2 separate regions of the Astyanax mexicanus genome follow, and region 1 is linked to region 2. The links are chromatin contacts, called in public Hi-C maps. All regions are on one chromosome and are shown on one strand. Each heading gives the region's core, a stretch centred on a gene start, on an enhancer-like site or on the middle of the called end of the contact. The rest is flanking DNA. Distances are from core to core; before and after follow the strand shown.

Region 1 (5,496 bases), core at 133-2,632, 65 kb after region 2:
ACAAATGAGGAATAATAAAATAATGAAATAATGTTCTTAATGTTTTTACACTAATTACCTCAACGTGTTAAAAAAAAGAACCTAAACTCAATTAATAACTAATCCACCAATGCTACGTTAATTTGCGATTTATGATCAAAATAAGTTAGCTAACTAGTAACGTTAGGCTGTTAACGAGCTAAGCATTACGTTAAACAAATAACGTTACGTTACACAAGCGGGCTAGCTAACGTGATGTGAGTTTTTTGGGAGAATTATTAGAAAACTAACCCTACAAAATCACTTCACTGTGGTTAAAAAGAACGAAATATCCAAGGTATGTTGTACTGAGTAGTTTATGAAGCTATATAACTTAGTTAATTAGTTATAAATTAAGCAAATAAAGTACTCAGTTACGTTAACTATGACTGCTAACTAGTTAAAGCTAGCTAACAAGTTTACTGCCTGTACTTAGTTATTACCTCAGCTTAGCTAAACGTATCTAATCAGTTATGTTGTACTTAATCGCAATTTCTGACCAAAAAAACGATCGTTACTTGGGTAAAATGCGTCTTTAATTAAGTAAGAACTTTGGAAAAAAAGATTTAACGCGTTTTATAGTGTAAAAACTCACCCGCTGTGTGTAACGGTAAAGTAGCGCTGGTTAGCACTGTGCTAACGACCATGTTAGCTTAGCTAAACTCTGAGCGGATCAAAACTAACTTTTCTCCGTTTGTTGACGAGTTTAAAACTTTACTCTCAGAGAGATTTAACGCCTTTGGGTCTGTCTGTGAGTCGAAAAGTGTCTTTATGTGAGAAAAAGCAGCTAAAAACTTAAATTCCGCTGAGTTTAAAACAAATTTTACTCAAAAAACAACAAAGTGAAAGAGAGAAGCTCAGGGTCTCGAGCTCTGAGCTCGCCCCGGCTCTCTCTCGCACACAGGCCGCTGTTCGAGGCGCTTCTCTCGGCTTTACCTTCGTCCAGCAGCCGCTCCAGGTGGGTGAAGATGCCGCAGAGGTTCGGCAGGCTGGTCATCAGCTTCTTCTCATTTAGAAGCTGCATCAGGTAGTCGGGGCTCGGCCTCGGCCTCTCCTTCACCTCCATCTCCCCCACCATCATCTTGGCGGCGCGGTGTGAGCGGACCCGAGCGCGCGCGGTCCACCTCCTCTCTCCCGGAGAGAAAGAAGAAGGAAAATAGGGGAAAACAGCACCAAGCGCGCGCCGAATACACAGCCCCGGTTTCCCGTGTCCAGCTGTCTGCAGTTATCTGTGCGGGAGCCGCTGCGGAGCGCGCGCTGCCGTTTTTAACAGACTTTACTCTCCAAGCGTCTTCAAGCGTATCTGATCACCGCACTGCTCGCGCTCCAGCCGCTCTCTCCTCGTGACTAAACTGAACGCGCTGTGCTCGCGGCTCCGCTCCGAAGCAGCGCAGAAAGCAGAGAGAGCTTCGCCGCGCGCTGATTGGCTGTAGGCGCTCACGGGGGGGACAGTCTGACCAATGGACGCCGAGGGTTGAGCGCGGAGAGGCAAACAGGCGGGGTGGCCGAAGTGACAAACAGAGATCTTAGCCAATCAGGAGAGAGAAAGAGAAACGACGGAGCGGGATAATGTTACACTGGAGCACAATCAGAACAACACAGCGGGATTAAACACTGATCAAATGCTGATACAGTATTAAATACTGATCAAATACAGGATTAAATACCAATACAGGATTAAACACTGATAAAATACTGATAAAGGATTAAATACTAATACAAGATTAAATACTGATATAGGATTAAATACTGATCACATACTGATACAGATTTGAATACTAATTAAATACTGAGACAGAATAAAATACTGATACAGGAATAAATGCTGATCAAATACTGACACAGGAATAAATACTGATAAAGGATTAAACACTGATCAAATGCTGACACAGGGTTAAATACTGATAAATGATTAAACACTGATTACATATCGATACAGGAATAAATACTGATAAAGGATTACATACTGATCAAATACTGATACAGATTTGAATACTAATTAAATACTGAGAGAGAATAAAATAACAAAACAGGAATAAATACTGACACAGGATTAAATGTTGCTAAAATATTAAATACAGATTACATACTGATAAAGGATTAAATACTAATACAGGATTAAATAATGATCAAATACTGATAAAGGATTAAATACTGATAAAGGGTTGAATACTGATTAAATACTGATCAATTACTGATACAGGATTAAATAACAAAACAGGAATAAATACTGACACAGGACTAAATATTGATAAAATATTAAATACAGATTACATACTGATAAAGGATTAAATACTGATACAGGATTAAATAATGATCAAATACTGATACAGGATTAAATACTGGTTAAATACTGATACATGATTGAATACTAAGTAAATACTGACACAGGAATAAATACTGATTAAATACTAATACAGGATGAAATACGGATTAAATACTGATACAGGGTTAAATACTGATCAAATACAGACGCAGCATTGAATACTGATAACATTAATAATACACAATAATATATGATAGTTTTACTAATACAGTGCTACAAACTGATGACATTATCATTATATGATTAAATACTAATCAAATAAAAACAAGCTGACTACTACCAGATAAAATACAAATCAAATGCTTATAATAGTGACTAAAAATTGACTAAATGAAAAGGTAATTTGCAACAACAGATACACGTTATTCTTTAAACATATCACATAACTAATGCAGAATAATTAAGTATTAATAACATTAGTAATATGTTATAAAGTGCTGATCAAATACTGATAGATAATAATGATCTATAAATACGTTAAGGCTAATGTGTGCTGATGTGAGGAGTAAATGTTTGACTTCTTAATATTCTGAATTAAGTTTTTAAATCATCTTCGGTTAAATAAGTGTTTAAACTCGCCCTGAGAAGATGAATCCATCTCATCTCAATTATCCCTCTGCCCTCTCCATCCCTCCATCTTCCCGGAGACGCCCGGAGACCGGAAAACTATTAATGAGGAGTCACCACTACACAAAGAAATGATCTCTCTCCCTCTCTCTCTCTCCTTTAGCTGCCAGTGTCCTCTGGCTCATACTTAGCTGGTAGCACTTTATTTTAGGACGGAAGACCTCTGACCCCGCCCCTCCCCCGCTTAACTAAGTGCTGATCTGGGACCTGTTTTCAGTTTCTTACTAAAGCTCAGCTCATGTTTTATACACTGTGTGTTCAAAAGTAGTCAGAAGTTTTTTCGAGCAAATTTAAGGGGACTGACTCAAGTGTTCACAAACCGCTGTATAATCCTAATAGAAAAGCCCTGATCAATAGAACAGCACGCTCTGAAGCAGCAGTGATCACGTGATTTTAAGGTCACAAGACCCTATGCCGAGAATAGGCAGCAGGGTTAAATAAAGCAGCGTTCACATTACCAGACTGAAGTGACTCAAATCTGATTTTTTTTTGCTAATTGTGGCTCAGATCTATTTTTTTCAAGGCTGTGTGAACGTGCCAAATCAGATTGTTTCAAATCACTTGCATATGTGGTCCTAAATCGGATACGTATCTGATTCATGGACATGCATCATGAATGCGAACAGACAAATCGGAATTCATATGTATTTTTGCTGCTATGCATGACCTACGTGCTTCTCTCTTGTACCTACAACACATCTCGTGGTGCAGCTGTGCAGCTATAGCTGCAAAAACAGCAAAAGCAAACCGCCTGACCTTTTTTCACCTCCTCAACCTTTGGTTCTTTGGTCGCATGTTCCACCATCTTCCTATCTTTTCCACCTCTGTTTTGAGTGTGCCTAACAGTCCCCCCTACCCCTCCAGCCTAACAAGAATCAGGACACTGCTGTAGGCTGAATGGGTGGGGCTAAAATGCTTTGGGATGAATGGTAGGGGCTAAAGTGCTGTAGGATGTACGGATGGGGCTGCTTTACTCTAGGCTGAATGGGTGTGTTTTTAAAAATGTAGAAATATGGAGTGACGCAGTGCATGCCTTTATCTTTTCTTTTTCTTTCACACCTAGGTCGGGTCATGTGATCAAGTCTCAGAAGTGACGATCAGAAAAGCAGAAATACACATACACACACTCACACACACACACAGTCACTATGTTCAGCCAAGATAAGAGCTAAACCCCTCAGTAAATATCACCTCAGCTTTTTGGAGCTCAAAGAAATACGCAGATTTATTCATCACTGATATTCACACAGTGCTCAAAGTGTGTGTGTGTGTGTGTGTGTGTGTGTGTGGCTGGCTGGCTGGCTGTTTGTCTGTCTGCCTTTTCCTTTTTGTTTGAGGTGAGAGGGAGTGTCAGAAAGTAAAGGCATGTAGTGGAAAAATGAATGTGCCGTATCACCACACTTTCCTCATTTCTGATATCAGGATTATTATCATTTTGTTCTTCCTTATGACTAAGCATTTGATAATGGGTATTTTATGGGTATTTTAATGTAAATAGAAAAGTATTAGAAACACTAAGATGTGTATTAGTGGCAATGCCTTCAAAATAATTGTATTAATCACCAAAATATTCTGTGACTAAGTCATGGTTAAAATCATAATTAGATTTTTTAAATGATGGTAATGGTAATTAAAACTGCTAATGTGCATCGTTAAAGTTTAACTGCATGCGTTAGCACGGTAATGTTGACAGCTGTAATAAGTACCTGTTTGTTTGTTAAGCCAGTTGTGAAGTATTGCCCCTGTTGATTCAGCTGCATATAGAGTGCTATTTCTTTGTTTGTTTATTTCTGTGTATGATCTGTTTGTTTTTTACTCATTCTTCATTTTTTGCTTTTTTAGCGTGCACTGACACCAGACCTCCTTTACTCTGCTCACATGACGCTATGCTGCTCCTGCTCCCCCAGTTATTGATGGTTTGCACGTGGCCTGTCTAGTATAAATACCATTCAGTTTGCTCTGTTCCTTGCTGAGTATTGAATCTAGTTAGCTCTATCTTAGCCTCTATCGTAGACTACTGTTTTGTCTTATGTTGTTTATGTTTGCTGCCATACTGTTATTGACCCTGCCTGTTCCAGACTACTCCTGTAACCCTAGCCTATTTATTAATAAACTGTGTGTTTGGTACCTGTGTTTGTCTGTCATGTGTCTGGCCAGCATGACACTTAAATAAACTGTTTTTTGGTTCAGTCCTGACTGTGATTGGCTCTAATTACCTTGTGGTTCATTTGGAGACTCCCTCCACTGATTACAACTGGTGGTGAGGTCAGTGGAGGGCAGAGATGTATAGTAAAATGCTGTATCTGTATCTACTGGAGTATTATTTTTAGTTCACTACTGTATTTAAGTAGTAAAGTACTGTAACTGTATCTACTGGAGTATTATTTTTAGTTCACTACTATACTTAAGTAGTAAAATACTGTATCTGTATCTACTGGAGTATTATTTTTAGTTCACTACTGTACTTAAGTAGTAAAATACTGTATCTGTATCTACTGGAGTATTATTTTTAGTTCACTACTATA
Region 2 (5,565 bases), core at 1,140-3,639:
ACCTCCCTCTCCCGTTCCTCTCTCATCACATCATTCAGCCCTAATCCTGCCTCCAACTGTAATAGCTGGCAAGTGTTTGTGAAAGCACTCTATTACAGCTCTGGAAAGCATGAAATAAAAGGGAAAATGGACAGGTCCCCCACTCTGGTTCTTAATTACGGACGTTTTAAATAAACAGTGAGGGATAAACAGCGTCGGATTTGGCCAAGCGTAATATGTAGGTCATATCGGAGCGCCCCGGGAACGGTATTTAAACACACAAGCACAGATGTTGACATGCAGTGGACGCGGAGGTCCATACGGGATTAAGCGGGCTTTCTGCTGAAACAAGAACACAGTGTGGGCGAGCAAGGGGGAGCGACAGCGCGGGTGAGGGAGGAAACATTAAAGTGATCCATGATTTGCGCTGCTGCAACACACTGTAAACCCTCATGAGACATCTGTCTGCTAGTCTCTCTCTCTCTTCCTTCCTCTCTCTCTCTCTCTCTTTAGTCTTTCCCTCTCGCTCACTCTGTTGCCGTTCTCCCACCAGACGAGCCATTGTTCTGTCACTGTGATCCCTTAATGCCTCCCAATCGAGCCGGGAATATCTTGAGGGCGATTTGCAGAGGCTGATTTGGGTCTTTAAACACTGCCGGATTTGCATCAGATTCTGAGATTTGGGAGCCAAAGCTGATTCCTGCTCTCAGTGCCACCAGCCAGCTCTCGAATTCTGCCCTGACCCCAACTCCCGGGAACCCTGGACACACCCCCTGGTAGAGTTAGCGATTTAACAGGCAGGAATAAATAAAGCAGCAAGAAGAAAAGGAAATGAATCAGACATAAAAAAATTATAAAAATAAACACCCATGAATTTCTATAAAAGCCACCATTCTTCGAATTCCTCGCATTTTCCAGCGAGCTGGAGGAGCGGTCGGGTTTAGCTGGACCACACACAGGAAATACAAGCTCCTATAAAACCTTCCAGGATGCATCCACAACGAGGCGGGAAAACAGGGTGGATCAGCAGTCAAGGACACCAGCAGAGGCATGAAGGTCCTAAACCGAGCACATCAGCCATGGCACCGAAGGTTTTTCCACTATAAATCAAGGTTTTCCCATGAGATAAGGTTCATGGTAGATCAATTAACAAGCAAACGACCATGGCAGCTTTGGAAAACACGTCAGAGAATATCGAATACTCACAGTGCACTGTGCTGTGTGTGAAGGAATGTGAACGGTAGTGAAATCGAGGAACATTGGTGGAAAAAAAAATTATCTGAAGTCTGTTCCGTGGAAATTCCACTCTAATTTCATAAATTAGAGAATAGTGATAAAACAACTGTTGTATTTTTTTGATGGCGACCACATCCATTTTGGTTTCCTGGACAGAAGAATGTTTGCTTATCACTGAACCAGTTCAACAAATGTTTGTGACAAATGTCTTCTTAGTCCTATTGGAGAACTGCTTTAAATTGAGACAAGAAATCATAGGCACTCAGGATATAAATAATGCATGGAATTCCCATTATCATTAGTCAATGTTCTTCACAGTGAGCTTTTAATGAGTTTCTTCGAATATCAGATATCAGAGATGCCCATTATGGTACATCTTTACTAAATGCCTGCCTTTAAAAAGGAATTCTTCAAAGTCAATGAACGGTCCTATATGATCACATGGTTGTTTACTTGGTTAAATTGTGCTTTAAATGCAGTGAAAAACACTTTTAAATGATTTTATATAGCACTCAAAGAGAAAGAACCATTTTTTATGATATGGACTCCTTTTTTTCCTGAATTTACAATTTAAAAAAGAAGTGCATTTCAATTCCAAATAATTCTATATTATGCTCCAATGCAATGTAGGTAAACCGTGATAAAGCAAATATTCCCTTGTCCCTGGAGGCCCTTCCACAGTCAGTCATTGATCAGTCAGCTCCAAATCTAAAACCTCAATGGGACAAAAGCACCCCTGATCATTTTTGGCTGTAAAGCTCAAGGGCATAAAACTGATTCAAGTTTCTGGCCTTTAAAATCTAAGGAATGCTATTTTGCCAACACAATTCTTTTATAGTCAAGGTTATCGAGAATTGTGCAGGGCAAAAACCTGCAATCACAAATCTCCAGAGGAGATGTGAGGGACCCATATTTTTTCCTTATTATCTGTACTGGAATGCATTTTAGCAGATAATAATTATTGGAGGAATAGTTCAATCAAAGAGACTCTACTTTCCAATCATCATTAGCCATGTTCATGTTTGGGTAATCTATTGTTTAAACAGCACTGCTCTATCCACCTGCCGGCCTTCTGCACATCCCAAACAGTCGCAACCAGAACTAAACTTCCTGAATTAGCCGGCACCAGCCGATGGATGGACTCTCCCGCTGCGCTATGCTTAGCCTTGAGGGAGCGCTGTCCGTTTGAGCTAGAGCGGCTGGAGTCCTGGCTGCTGCCAGCTCGTATTTAAAGGGAAGCCCATGGGCTCCGTAGCAGCACAGAATGCTAGGCAATCCCATTTCCAGCAACTCAAAGAGATGAAAGGAATCCGCCGCTCCCGTGCCGCATCCGATGGGCTCCACTGGCACTCTCCAGATGCCAAGCGGGATCCTGTCGGGATGCAGCGCGGTTTGACTCGGAACGAGCGAATAATTACCCCCGTGCCCTGTGCGGCCGGGCGGGGAGGTGCAGAAAGGCCTTGGGGGATGGAAAGGCTCGGCAAGCTCAGGGCCGCTGCACAAACACCAACCTCTCGGTGTGCAACCGCTCTCTTCCAAGTAAAAGGATTAGGGTGGATGTTCAAAGCGAAAGCGCATGGCCCAACATCCACGGGGGGCTTTTCGGAGGGGCCGGTGCAGATTACAGGCAGGCTGTTTGCTGCAAGTCATGGGCAGGACGAACCTCTAGGGGTGGGGCATGACCTAATGGGCTTATTTTATTTATCCTGTTGGCTTATTACAGAATAGGCACAGAGGGGGTTGTGGGAAGAAGTGAAGTCTTGGGGTTCAACAACTTCTCAAGGTCATGGCAGCAACTTCACGCTCATTTTGCATCTCGCAGCACGTGAGAAAATAAGATCGGGAACATCTAGCCATTGAAGTGTTTTTAGTCTGCGAAGTCCAGCTATAATTGACTTCCAAGGCCTCTGCTGGCACTACTCAGGCCGTTCCCCTTACCTGGCTGCGCAAGACACTTTCCTATTATTGAGATTTGAATCTTTCCCTCACTCTGCACTTTTTCCACCCTCCATCTTTCACAAGGAACCCATGAGCTCACTTCAGAAGCTGCGGGAGTGAGAAAGTCACAGCGCCGCTGAATCCTGACCATGCAGAAACGGCTGCAGAGTTCTTACACACTCCAGTAAATATCATCATTTCTCCAAATGCCTGCGGGTGGCACTTAGGAAGAGCTACAGAGTGTGGGCGTGTGTGTGTGTGTGTGTTGCTGATTCACCAGTACTCATGGGATATACACAAATTGTTTTATTTAAAAGAAGAAGAAAAAAAAAAAAAAAAAAAGACAATCGGCTCTGGTTTGTTTCTTTGATTTGTGAAGCGTTTCCACTGACCAAAAAGGGTCAATGGAAACACAAACACACACATACAACATAATAAATGTGCAATAACTTTTGCACATAGTGCACTATGTTTAACCAAACAAATAAATTTTAGCAAAAGAAAAATAACAGCACTTTTAAAACACAACTGCACACAATGGGTAACAGAAAATCCAAATCTCCAGCAACCAGACAAGGGGCGCCCAAACTTTTGCACACAACTGCATACCTGCCAATCTGAGAGAGCATAAAAGGTTTCTACTGCCTTCCCTGAACTCGCTGTAACCTTGCTAACACTTCAAAGGATGGGCTCACAACCGTATAACGTAAGTTCATACAAGTTCTAGAACATTCCCCCGCCGACCCTCCGGAGCACCCTGAGAGTGCTAAGCTGGAGGATTAGACAGACGCTCTCTGGCCTGGGGGTAGGAAGCAGGCCTGCAAACCCAACAGGAAGGCGACTACCCTGGGTCACAGCCACCTGCTTCCCCTCTCGTGATCAGGCTAATTTGGGCTGAGTGAGTGGGCTGAGGGGAGAGTGTGGAAATTAGGACATGGTGCCATGGTGTTTGATGGCATGCGACACCTTTATTATAACTTACAAAAAATAAAGGTTTTTTAGAGGAGCAATTAGCAACTACTGTACATGACTGCCTCTCTAAAATGCTCTTTTTATACCTAATCTCTCTCAGAAGCATAATATGCAAAGGTTCTCTAAAACCACAAAAAAAAACATTTAAAATGTGTGGAATAATTTAAAAAAAATTAACATGGAATATAAAACTGTACTGGTCAGATGTGTATTTAAATGAAAAATAAATATACCATGATGACTAAGACAAGCACTAAAAACAATAAAGGATTTAGCCTGAATCCACCCACTGTGAAAATTCAACAAGCTGGAAAAAAAGCAAAGATCTTTAGAGGCGGCAGAATTAAACAGTGGAACTGCTCACAGCGCACAGTTCCCAATTTGAGAGTTTAACTGAAAGCTGGGAGGCCTCAGGGTCACCAAACTAAGAGATAACTGGCTGAGAACAGCGAGCACTTCAAAATCCCAGAGAACAGGCAGCGGATGAGCGAGCAAAGCGTTCGCCAGCCAAGATAAGCGCGCTATTAAACCAAAACAAAGAAAAACAAACAAAAGAGATGTCTGTTACCATAACTGAACACTGGCGTGGTTTTAAAAACGCTTATGTTGCTGGGATGGGGGTGGTGTGGTTGAATCTCTGTCAGGGTTTTATCGCCTCATCTTCTTCATTTTAGGGAAGGCAATTAACATTAGAAACAATGCGAAACGGAGAGGAATCATAATGGCGTTTCCAGCATGTCCTCAGCGTGTCCCCTTGTAGGAATTAGAACACACTTGTTCAGAACTACACCTGTTCAAAACTGCATACAAGCAGACGCCAACACTCCGACTGTGGTCTAAATCCCCTCACCCTGCAACACCCCTACTCCAGTCTCCAGAGGACGAGTGTGTTTAAAAGGCAGAGACTCAGGTGAGAATGTGTGCACATTAAATCCTGGTCCTATTCTGGGAACGCTCTTTCCGTTCCGTTCCGTTGGACTGGAGTGAAGCGCCGGTGGAGTGTTTGAAGTGCCTGCCAGGCAGGATTAGCACGGTGCGGCCAGCGCGGCTGGACTACCAACAATGGCTGCAATCACGAGGACAGCATGGTATTGGACAGCTGCACTCGGGTGGGAGGGGGTTGGGAGAGGGAGAGAGAGAGAGACCTGTATGTATAGAGAAAAGACAAGACAGGAGAGCATGGAGAGGAAAGAAGCTAGAAAGGTTGCAAAAAAAGGAGAGTGAGAGAGAAAGATACACAAAAGAGGGCAAGAAGTTAAGGAAAAGAGTAAAGAAAACGACAAAGACAGGAAGGAAAGGATTTGTATGGAGTCAGAGAGAAAGAGAAAGAGAGAAGAGAAAGAGAGAAGAGAAGAGAGATGGCGGAGGGGGTGGTAAGATTACTGTGGTTGTACACTAAGAGGGACAACACAATTTAACCTCAGGGGGCATCACTAAAAT

The links. Hi-C and Micro-C count contacts between places; a contact is called where the count stands out from the background.
Region 1: a contact with region 2 is called in a Hi-C map of blood, with 3 times the contacts expected there. The contact joins the promoter of qkia here to the enhancer-like site in region 2. A contact is called at or near these places in 2 of 3 Hi-C or Micro-C datasets (blood and muscle).

What each region holds. Positions count from the first base shown.
Region 1 is chr14:43,917,762-43,923,257 of AstMex3_surface, forward strand. It overlaps qkia (QKI, KH domain containing, RNA binding a), which reads right to left and starts at 1,383. Exons shown (of 8, transcript XM_049464178.1): 1 at 955-1,383. The coding sequence starts at 1,099.
Region 2 is chr14:43,852,137-43,857,701 of AstMex3_surface, forward strand. The region is part of intron 4 of qkia (QKI, KH domain containing, RNA binding a); the gene reads right to left. Among protein-coding and RNA genes, the nearest start is that of qkia, 64 kb to the right of the region's middle. Within about 2 kb of position 2,390, the one cell type or tissue checked has an H3K27ac peak away from gene starts, as active enhancers do.